2 separate regions of the Hordeum vulgare genome follow, and region 1 is linked to region 2. Evidence: chromatin contacts called from public Hi-C data. All regions are on one chromosome and are shown on one strand. The core of a region is the stretch at or near the end of the contact, and the rest is flanking DNA. Distances in the headings are between cores, read along the strand shown.

Region 1 (5,197 bases), core at 191-2,690, 230 kb before region 2:
GCAGACGCGAGACGCCGCCGCCAGAGCCCGAGGGCCGACGCGATGGGCCCCGCCACCGCCATCCCCGGGGCGCGCGCGGCTTCGCTGGCGTCCCCTCCGGCAGCGGCGAAGCGGGAGGGGCGGAGATGGGGTCCGGTGTTCCTGCTGGATGCGCCGCTAGTCGCCGGTGCGAGGAGGCGCTGGAGAAGGCTCGGTGTGATTCGAGTCGCGCGCACGGGGAAGGGGAAGAGGCCGCACCCGGAGCTGGAGAAGAGCGGATCGAGGAAGCGCGCCGCCGGAGAGTTAGGGATGCATACAACCATTTTAGTATGAGTATCAAGATAAAACACGGTCCTCAGAATTTTTTTAAACGAGTATCAAGATTTTTTTGATGAGTGGTTTCACCACACGTCAAATTTGATCCTCAATAAATGAGAGAAAACTCCCTGTGCATCACCTGTTAATTCTAGAAATTGAACTCGGATCGTTGGGTTGCACAACCGCATGCCCAACCACTGAGCCAAGGCTCTCTTTGCAAATATTTGCTAATATAGGACCTAACATTTTCTAAATATAGGACCTAACATTTTCTGAATATTTGACCTAACTCTCTATGCTTCTTGTGTTTATTGTGTTCCGTGGCTGTAAGTATAGGACCCAACATTTTCTCAATATTTGCTAATAACTTCCTCTTCATTATTTCACCTAAGCTTGCGGTTTTCTCTCTCTCTCTTTTTGTTGAAGGGGTTTTCTTCTTGTTGTTTTTGCGGTGTTCTCTTGTGCTCTTGTTTGGGGAGAATGACTATTGCATGTGCTACCAACAACTGTATCTTCCATCTATTTATTTTTTGTATCTTCTCTTTGGACCCAACAAATTAAATAAAGTAAAAGTGGATCTAGGTTGTGTGTATGATGGTATCGGTATGCAAGCAAGTTGCTCATAAAACAATGTATGGAAAGTTGCTACCCTGGCCACCGCGTCACTCTGATCTGCGGAGTATATAAGACCAAACGATCCCGCAAATTTTGTCAAGTCCATTTCATTAACAAAGTTTCGGCCACTAGACAACCTCATTTTGTACTCTTTGACCTGCAGATCCTTATGTTGGACTTGTATTCCTTGGCCCTCTGTTCCTTCCAAGCACAATCCGAACCCTCTTTTTTTTTCCCAGAAAAAGGCACAATCCGAACTTAGTTGTGAGTTGGGACAGTTCTATCACAGATTCAGTGTCATGGGGGACAGACGGTCAGCCCGGCAATTCAACTTCCACTGGAGAAAGCGTTAACGTGTACTGCAATCCCAATTAGATCAGAGAAGAGATTGATCTCTAGAATATTCCTTAGACGTAAAAGGCAACTCTCCTTGCTCCTAGTCGGAATAATGATTTACAATATCATCAGGGAATGAAGGAAGTTCATTGACGGCGACACAAGAAAGAAAGTAAGAAAGAAAGAAGGAAGGTAGTAAAAAAGGGACAGAATTTGCCTCGTGGAAAACTGAAAGGGAGAGAATTTACATTGCGGGAGTAGCAGAGGAAGAGAAAAACTTGGGGAAGAAACTGGGAGAGGAGAGGAGAGGATGCCTGGAGACGACCACCGGGGGGGCGCCAACGCCTCCTCCCCAACCCCGTCCCCTCCGCCTAAATGGCGACATCTCCTCCAAATCTCGCCTCCTCCTCTTCATTATTCCTCCACCCTCGCCCCCTTCCCCACCCCCACCTCCACCGCGTTCCCGCTCAAAACCCTAACCCTAGCGGCGCCCCTCGCCATGGCCGCTGACTACCGCACCCCCGACAGGCTCCTCCCCGCCGCCGCCGCCGCCACCGAGGAGCCGGCCCAGGACCCGCCCAAGCCGGCCCTCGGCGTCGCGGGGCCGGCCGCCGCCGCGGCCCACGATGGCCTGCGCTTCTGGCAGTACATGCTCGCCGGCTCCGTCGCCGGCGTCGTCGAGCACACGGCCATGTTCCCGGTCGACACCCTCAAGACGCACATGCAGGCCGCCTCGCCGCCCTGCCGCCCCACCCTCTCGCTCGGGGCCGCGCTGCGGGCCGCCGTGGCAGGGGAGGGCGGCGCGCTCGCGCTCTACCGCGGCCTCCCCGCCATGGCCCTCGGGGCCGGCCCCGCCCACGCCGTCTACTTCTCCGTCTACGAGTTCGCCAAGTCGCGCCTCACGGACCGCTTCGGCCCCAACAACCCCGCGGCGCACGCCTCCTCGGGGGTGCTCGCCACCATCGCCAGCGACGCCGTCTTCACCCCCATGGACACCGTCAAGCAGCGGCTGCAGCTCACCAGCAGCCCCTACTCCGGCGTCGCGCACTGCGTCCGCACCGTCTTCCGCGACGAGGGCCTCAGGGCCTTCTTCGTGTCCTACAGGACCACGGTGCTCATGAACGCGCCCTACACCGCCGTCCACTTCTCCACCTACGAGGCGGCTAAGCGTGTGCTCGGGGACATGGCAGCTGACGAGGAGTCGCTTGCCGTGCACGCCACTGCGGGTGCTGCGGCCGGCGCTCTTGCGGCCGCGTTAACCACACCACTCGATGTTGTCAAGACGCAACTGCAGTGCCAGGTGAGGATCTCACGCATTTGGTTTGGCGGTTACCTTCAATGACGTCTAGTAGATATCACTGGAGCTGGTCTGAGTTTGATTTGTGCGGCTTTGCTCTGCAAATGGAGAGATTTTAGGCCTGTGCTGGTGTTTCTGTTCACCTCCAAGATTCTTGGAATGACTTTTTACAGTTTTTATTATTATTTTCCAGTGGCCCTTTGATCTGTTAGTGACTTATTGGTGATCACTGTCCTTATAGGGTGCTCTGTACCATTAATGTTGAAGAGCTAGCGATACAAGGAGCATATTTTCGGTTGCGCCAAGTGCTAACTGACTAGTTAGATATAGATATGCTAAACTTCTGAAGCTGCAGTCTTTTCACCTATGGAACAATTAATTGTGCCTTTCTGCTAGGAAAATCAAAACAAACTAGTATAGACTCAAGGTGTGAGTTGTATGCCCTGGTTGAAATGACATCAACATCCAACAGCTGACCTTACAAGGTTTTGATGGAAATGTTGACGAGAAGTTACAAATGGTTGGTGGTAATCACATTCATAATATTGTAGTTGTAATAACTTGGAACATTAGTGCTAATAGCGTCTCAATATCCTCAGCTCCTCACCATCACAAATGTTTGACATGACACACCGATTGTCTTATGCGTACTTATATGGGGCTTGTAGATCCGTTGTCATTATCAATCCATCACTGGTAGTTCAGCTTATTGAACTTGTACCTTTATTAATTTTATGACTAGTCATGACTATCCCTAGCTCAGTTAATTGAAAAAATATCCTCAGCTCCGCACTGTCATTAGTGCTAATAATATCTGAATATCCTCAGCTCTGCACTATCATTTGTAGTACTTCTGTTTGATATGACACTCCAATTGTCTTAAGCATACTTTTGTTGCTTGTAGATCCATTGTCCTTATTGATCCATCATGGGTGCTTATTGAAGTTTTACCTTTATTAATCTTATGAGTCATGGCTATCTGTAGCTCAGTTAATTGAAAAATAGGGTATTCTTATGTGCTACATGTACACAATAGATATTGTCAGCAATCTCTTGGTCTTTAGGCAACATAGCGTGTATGCTTCCTTTCTATGGGTCCCTTCAGTACTAATAATTGTGAAACTCGATGTTTTACACTGATTCCGCCAGCCCGCACGCAACAGAGAGAGAAGTTGTAGCCACCTTGAAATCTTCCCTAAAACCTATAGAGTAATTGGCTATCATGAAAATCTGGTGTGCGTTGCATGTGTACTGTAGGTCATCTGGTACAGCCTTACAATATAAAATGGATTAAAGATCAAGTTGCATATACTCCTTTGTTAACTATATTTGCTACAGTAGTTATATTACTACTGTTGTTTTCTGTAGCTAACTAAATAGGCCCCTTCTTAAGTGTGGTCTAGCTAACAGTTGCTTATTATCATCATTCCATGAGCTGTGCATGTCATCATCTTTCTATTTTCCTTGCACATTTTCAACTTTGGATAATCTTCCGTTTATGTTTTTATGCGAATGTCATCCACCTGTTTTTTACTTTTCAAGGTAATAACAATGTTCTTTTTGTGGTCAGGGTGTATGCGGATGTGAACGTTTTGCTAGTAGTTCTATAGGAGATGTGTTCAGAACAATTATAAAGCGCGATGGATACGTTGGGCTTATGAGGGGATGGAAGCCGAGAATGCTATTCCACGCACCGGCAGCAGCCATATGCTGGTCCACATACGAAGCCTCGAAGTCGTTCTTCGAAAGATTTAATGAGAAAAGGAGAAAATAGTTGGAGCATTTCTTGGAAGTGATTGTGTTTTTCTGGAAGTCAAGTACTTCCATGCTGTGGCGTGTCCGTCTGCTGACAGAAAGAGGCAGCGCCTGGATGCAGCAGAGGATCCATTTGGGATGATGCAATGCGCATCGAAATTTGTCTAACGATGATCTGTCTGTACGTTGTATTTCTTCTCTTTTTGGCTGAGTTATATGTATCATTTTTCCAGCCCGTGGTCGGGATAGCAAATACCAGAATAATTTTGCCCTAGTTTTTCAGGATCATTGAGCACACTGTATGGCCTTCTTTGTGTCAGATTATTGATAAAATGAAATGAGAATTTTGGTTCTGTTAACATTTGTGCCCATCGCCATATATGTTGTAAATTACTCTGATGTGTGCCTAAATATTTTATTGGCTACGATGAGGTTGTGCATGATAACATAAGAGATCAAGAACAACATCTATTTGCTTGTCGAGCAAATGTATCACCAAAGCACCAGTGGTCTAGTGGTAGAATAGTACCCTGCCACGGTACAGACCCGGGTTCGATTCCCGGCTGGTGCAATATACATTTTTGCTCATTGCTCATTGCTCATTGTATGTTGTGTTTGTCTTCTGAGTTGATGGCGCTGGCCACATAATCATCTACTCATCCCTGTAAATGTGTCATCTTGCCACAATCTCTTGTCTTTGACGGAAATTTCAGGAGATAAAAGTCATCGTGTACTAGGTCATATGCCCATGGGATTGGATTATCGAAATATCTGTGCATGTTCCTACATAGAGTGCGGTGATCGTGGCGGAGCCGGTTAAGCCAGTACGTTGTTCTCGGCAAAACAAGAAACTCCTTGGAGATTCCAGTGGTCAAACAAAGGTAATTTTTTTGGACG
Region 2 (4,745 bases), core at 1,832-4,331:
TACAAGAGCAAAAATAGACGGGCGCAACTACGCACGCCTTCATTGACAAATAGAAATGTTATCCTTGGAAAATAGAAAGTTGTTAACATGAGGAACCGTGGGAGCAAGTTCAATGCCTCCAATAGAAGTTGTTAACACGAGGAACCGTGAGAGCAAGTTCAATGCCTGCAATATTCTCACTATCACCTCTACCCTTAAGAAGGTAAGACAACCCTTTGGCATCAAGTAAAAATAGATATGGTGAGGTAGGGTTACCCTATCGGAGACCCCTAGTTTGCTTAAAGTATTCCAATTTTCCTCCACTGAACAACACTAAAAAGGTTACCGACAACACATCTCATCATGCCTTGCACCAAGATCTGCTCAAACCAATTCGAGCATAATTTCCTCCAAACATTTCCAGTCCATGTGCGCATAGACTTTCATCATGTTAGGCTTCAAAGAACGACATGTTTTACCCCTTCTTAACTTTCATGACGTGCTAGCATCATGTGCAGTAATTACATCACGAGCAATGAGCTTGTTTGGGACAAAAGCAGCTTGCTCGACAAATATGATCTTCAAAAGGACGAGCTTCTACCGGTTAGCAAACACTTTACACACAATTATATATATATCACATCACATAAACTGATGAAGGGTATAGATGTGCCAGTTTTGATGCCTTAGGGATGATAACGATGATCATTTTATTTAACTCCTCAGATGATTCCCTTCCATTAAGAATCCGCAATACAATTCCAGTCACCTCCTTACAACAAAGTTCCCAATTTTTTTGAAAGAAATGAGCCGACGGGTCATCCGACCTCGACACCTAGATTGGGAACATATGTAACAAGACATGCTTGACTTTTAAGCTTGGTATAGCCACCACAAAAAGCTTGGTTCATCTCGTCTGTAACTTTACAAGACACATGTGAGAGAACATCCTTAATTCCAATGGTTTCTTGTGACACATACTTTTTTTATAAAAACTACGTAGTCATGCGCCCAAGGTTATCCCGATCCTCACAAAACTGACCATCCCAACGAGCTAGTTTACCAATCCAGTTCTTCCACCGGAAGCTGACCTTCTTATATTCTTATATATGGAAAAACATTCAATTTTTGTCCCTCCGCCAGTCACAGAATGCGAGTGCTACCCCATTTTTTGGAGGCAAACTGCATTGAATGTGTGTGTGTGTGTGTGGTTAACAGTGTGTGGATTTTGTTGAGACAACTAGGCAAAGCTTTACTAACCCACCATAATGTTTGCACGGACAAAAAAAATCACAGAGATAGCCTAACCAAACATAGGGGCCAACCCTAACTCTAAAGCACGCTTCGCTAGACTGCAAGCCTCGGAATTTGAGCTCCTAAGCTCATGGAAAAGGCACATAAAATAAAACTACTCGAGTAGCCTATACTTTCATGTATAATAGCACCGTAGACCGCCCCACTATTTTTGCTTGATATCTTTTATCACCACCTTGCAATCTCACGCCACATGGATGGACTTTAGATTCAAGTCCCCCTTAATGCCATGGCTTGTCTAACTACCAACGCTTCCAAGGTAGTGGGCTCGGTGATGCCACTAAAGACAATGGGTGATGCACCCAAGAACAAGCCCTTTGTGTCTTTGCAAACAACTCCTATTGAACCAACTCCCAAGCTTTCGGCGACAACGTCCACGTTCACCTTGAGCGTATTTTTTGGGCTGCTTGGAGCCAATGCGGTGGCTTAGCAGCTCGGGTTGGCCCCGTCGATATTGTCGACTTGTTCATCACTTGGAGATCATTCATGTAAGATTGGATAAATAAGTGAGTTGAGAAAGGGCTCTCATAAATACATTCATACACCGCCTTCCTCTTCGACCCAAATCACCCATAGGGTGATGGCCATGCGTACAAAGAAATTATGCGATAATACGCCGTTAAAGGTGAAAATCCAGTCCATTGAATTCTTCTTGACATCTTCGCACATTTGTACAACAAAACCCTCGTCCTATAACGCCCAAATGCATCTTGCCATGCAGTTGATCAAAGTATGCCATCACGAATCCAATGCACCACATAACATGCGTGCTGCTGAAGTAACCATGTTCCTATGCTCAAGCAAATCCGCCATGGGTATAAAGCTCCGTGCTAACCTCCACACGAACAACATTATCTAGGAGGGCAAGCTGAGCACACATTACTCTCCTCTTTCGTTCTCGACGTTTCATCAATCATCATTCTCATCAATCCAGTTTTACCTATTGATTTCGGTATGCAATATCATGGTGTAAGCAAACTTGATAGAAAAAACTCCCCGCCTCTCACCGCTCCGAGCCTAAAAGTCACTAATGTTTGCTCATGACAATATTTTTTTTGTCGTTTAGAAATGCTCATGACAATGTGTGGATAAAACGGGAAACCCTATTTAGCACCACGCACGTCGGTTAAAGGCAAATTTTGCTAACTAGCGCGTGCAACGCTCTATCATGGGCCGATCCATTTAGAGATCCGATCTGTATTTTAGCCCATGAACTTTTTTCCAAATCGATAATCTTTTTTGAAAATCGGTGAACTTTTTAAAAATAGATGAACTTTTTTTTAAATCTATGAACATAATTTAAAATTCATGAACTTTTTTCAAAATCAATGAACTGTTTTAAAACCGATGAACTTTTTTTGAAAATTGATGAACTTTTTTGAAAATCAATATTAATTTTTTCGAATTGTGTGGACTTTTTAAAAGTACATAAACATATTTATAAAATCAGTGAACTTTTTTTACTTTTTTTAATAATCATTGAACTTTTTTCGTAGATCTGTTTTTCTAAAATTCTATAAACTTTTTTATATTTTTAAAGATCAACACATTCTACATGGGCCGGTCCACGAGAAGGAGCGCTGCAGGCGCCTGTTTGCCTAACCGGCGCTGAAGGCGCCGTATAGGACCTCGCGGATAAAACCACATAACACATTCTATAACAATCCCATCTTCGTTGAGAAGCCAGCCCAATAAGGTAGACCACACCAGCGCTGATTTAAGCTGGGCCAGGCTGATAGACCAAGTACATGCGGCCCGGCCATTACACGACCTCCCGCCGGCCCAGTCCACACGACTAGGGTTTTATAAGTGCCCTCTCAGCGAGACTCCCACGCCTCCTCCCAAACCCTAGCGCCGGCGCCTCCACTTCTCTGCTCCCTCGTCTCCTCGCGCGCAGGTATCTTATCTCCCTCCTCCCTCCGCCGCCACTCCCCCTTGCCCGCTCGTTCCTGATCCGTGTGCGCTCTGCGAATCCAACCCTCACGTCTGCAGGGTCCAGCGAAAGGGAAGCAAGATGTACACCGCCAGGAAGAAGATCCAGAAGGACAAGGGCGTCGAGCCCTCGGAGTTCGAGGACACCGTCGCGCAGGTGAGCGGCCCTCCCGCGTCCCTCCTCTCCGGCCTTTTGCCATTCCTTTGTGTTCTCCGAACTGCTCTTCGTGTGGATCTGTCAAAGGCTGACATGCCTGTGGTGGTTAACGTCTTGTAGGCTTTCTTTGACCTGGAGAATGGCAACCAGGAGCTCAAGAGCGACCTCAAGGACCTGTACATCAACACTGCGATGTAAGTCTATCCAGACCATCCCGATCTATTGGTCGGACCGATATATTTGGCAGTGGTGGACGCGTTATGATACGGCCGTTATGTGTGTGCAGCCAGATGGATGTTGTTGGGAACAGGAAGGCCGTGGTGATCCATGTGCCGTACCGTCTCCGCAAGCCCTTCAGGAAGATCCATGTCAGGCTCGTCAGGGAGCTGGAGAAGAAGTTTAGCGGCAAGGTGAATTGCTTATACGTATTTTCCTTGCTGTGCTTCACACTATCAGTATCTGTCTAAGTACATGTTTAGTTGCCATACGATTGTTGTAATTTGTAAATAGTAGTATATGCTGAACAATTATATACGTTATTTGAAGAAGCTGTATGAACAATTTGATACATTATTCGAAGAAGCTGACTGAGTATACTAGAATCTAGTATTTCCACATTAGCAAGGGAATGGTAACATTCAAGGCACCACCCGGTGTAATACATGACAACATAATTAGTGTATGAACCCTAACTGTTAATCATTAGTCTATAAGCTGATTTACAGTTAGAGATCAGGGCTAGGTGGCATCCACGAGCATGTTTACCTCATGTTTTTCCCTTGGTTACCTTTAAATGAAAGCAAATTGCTCAACAGCTAGCCATTGTTGTTATCTCTAATAAGCTAATTGCAGTTTTCAAACTGGAGTTCTGCTGTTCTCTTTTTCATGCTTGTACTGTAAATCTTTGCCTCTAAGCTTATTCGCCATACTTGAACTCCTTGTGCTTTGTCCCAGATCATCACTATAATATGTTGTTTTGCTGGAGGACTTTGTTTAAACATCTGAAATGATGTTGATAAAAACTGAAACAATGAAGTTTAATAAATTGTTTGTCCCTTGCACAGGATGTTGTCTTTGTTGCAACAAGAAGGATTGTGAGGCCACCCAAGAAGGGTTCCGCTGTTCAGCGCCCTCGCACCAGAACCCTGACAGCTGTTCATGATGGTATCTTGGAGGATGTTGTGTACCCAGCTGAGATTGTGGGGAAGCGCGTCAGGTACCGTTTGGATGGTGCCAAGGTCATCAAGGTAGTCTATTCATCAACTTTCTAATTGGTTGATTATCATATAAATAGTTGGCGGCAGTTTTATTGCTACAATTTACCTCCAGTCTGTTCTGTTTTGTTTACACTGTTTGATATGCT

Evidence for each region. A called contact is a pair of places that touch in the nucleus more often than the background predicts.
Region 1: a contact with region 2 is called in a Hi-C map of seedling, with 3 times the contacts expected there. The contact joins the promoter of LOC123448876 here to the promoter of LOC123448874 in region 2. A contact is called at or near these places in 2 of 6 Hi-C or Micro-C datasets (leaf and seedling).

The regions. Positions count from the first base shown.
Region 1 is chr4H:443,587,112-443,592,308 of MorexV3_pseudomolecules_assembly, reverse strand. LOC123448876 (mitoferrin-like) reads left to right here and starts at 1,440. Exons shown (of 2, transcript XM_045125906.1): 1 at 1,440-2,548; 2 at 4,116-4,659. The coding sequence starts at 1,559. The coding sequence ends at 4,319. TRNAG-GCC (a tRNA gene) reads left to right here and starts at 4,801; the gene lies at 4,801-4,871.
Region 2 is chr4H:443,363,768-443,368,512 of MorexV3_pseudomolecules_assembly, reverse strand. LOC123448874 (40S ribosomal protein S7) reads left to right here and starts at 3,081. Exons shown (of 6, transcript XM_045125905.1): 1 at 3,081-3,190; 2 at 3,286-3,382; 3 at 3,503-3,576; 4 at 3,669-3,792; 5 at 4,447-4,629. The coding sequence starts at 3,308.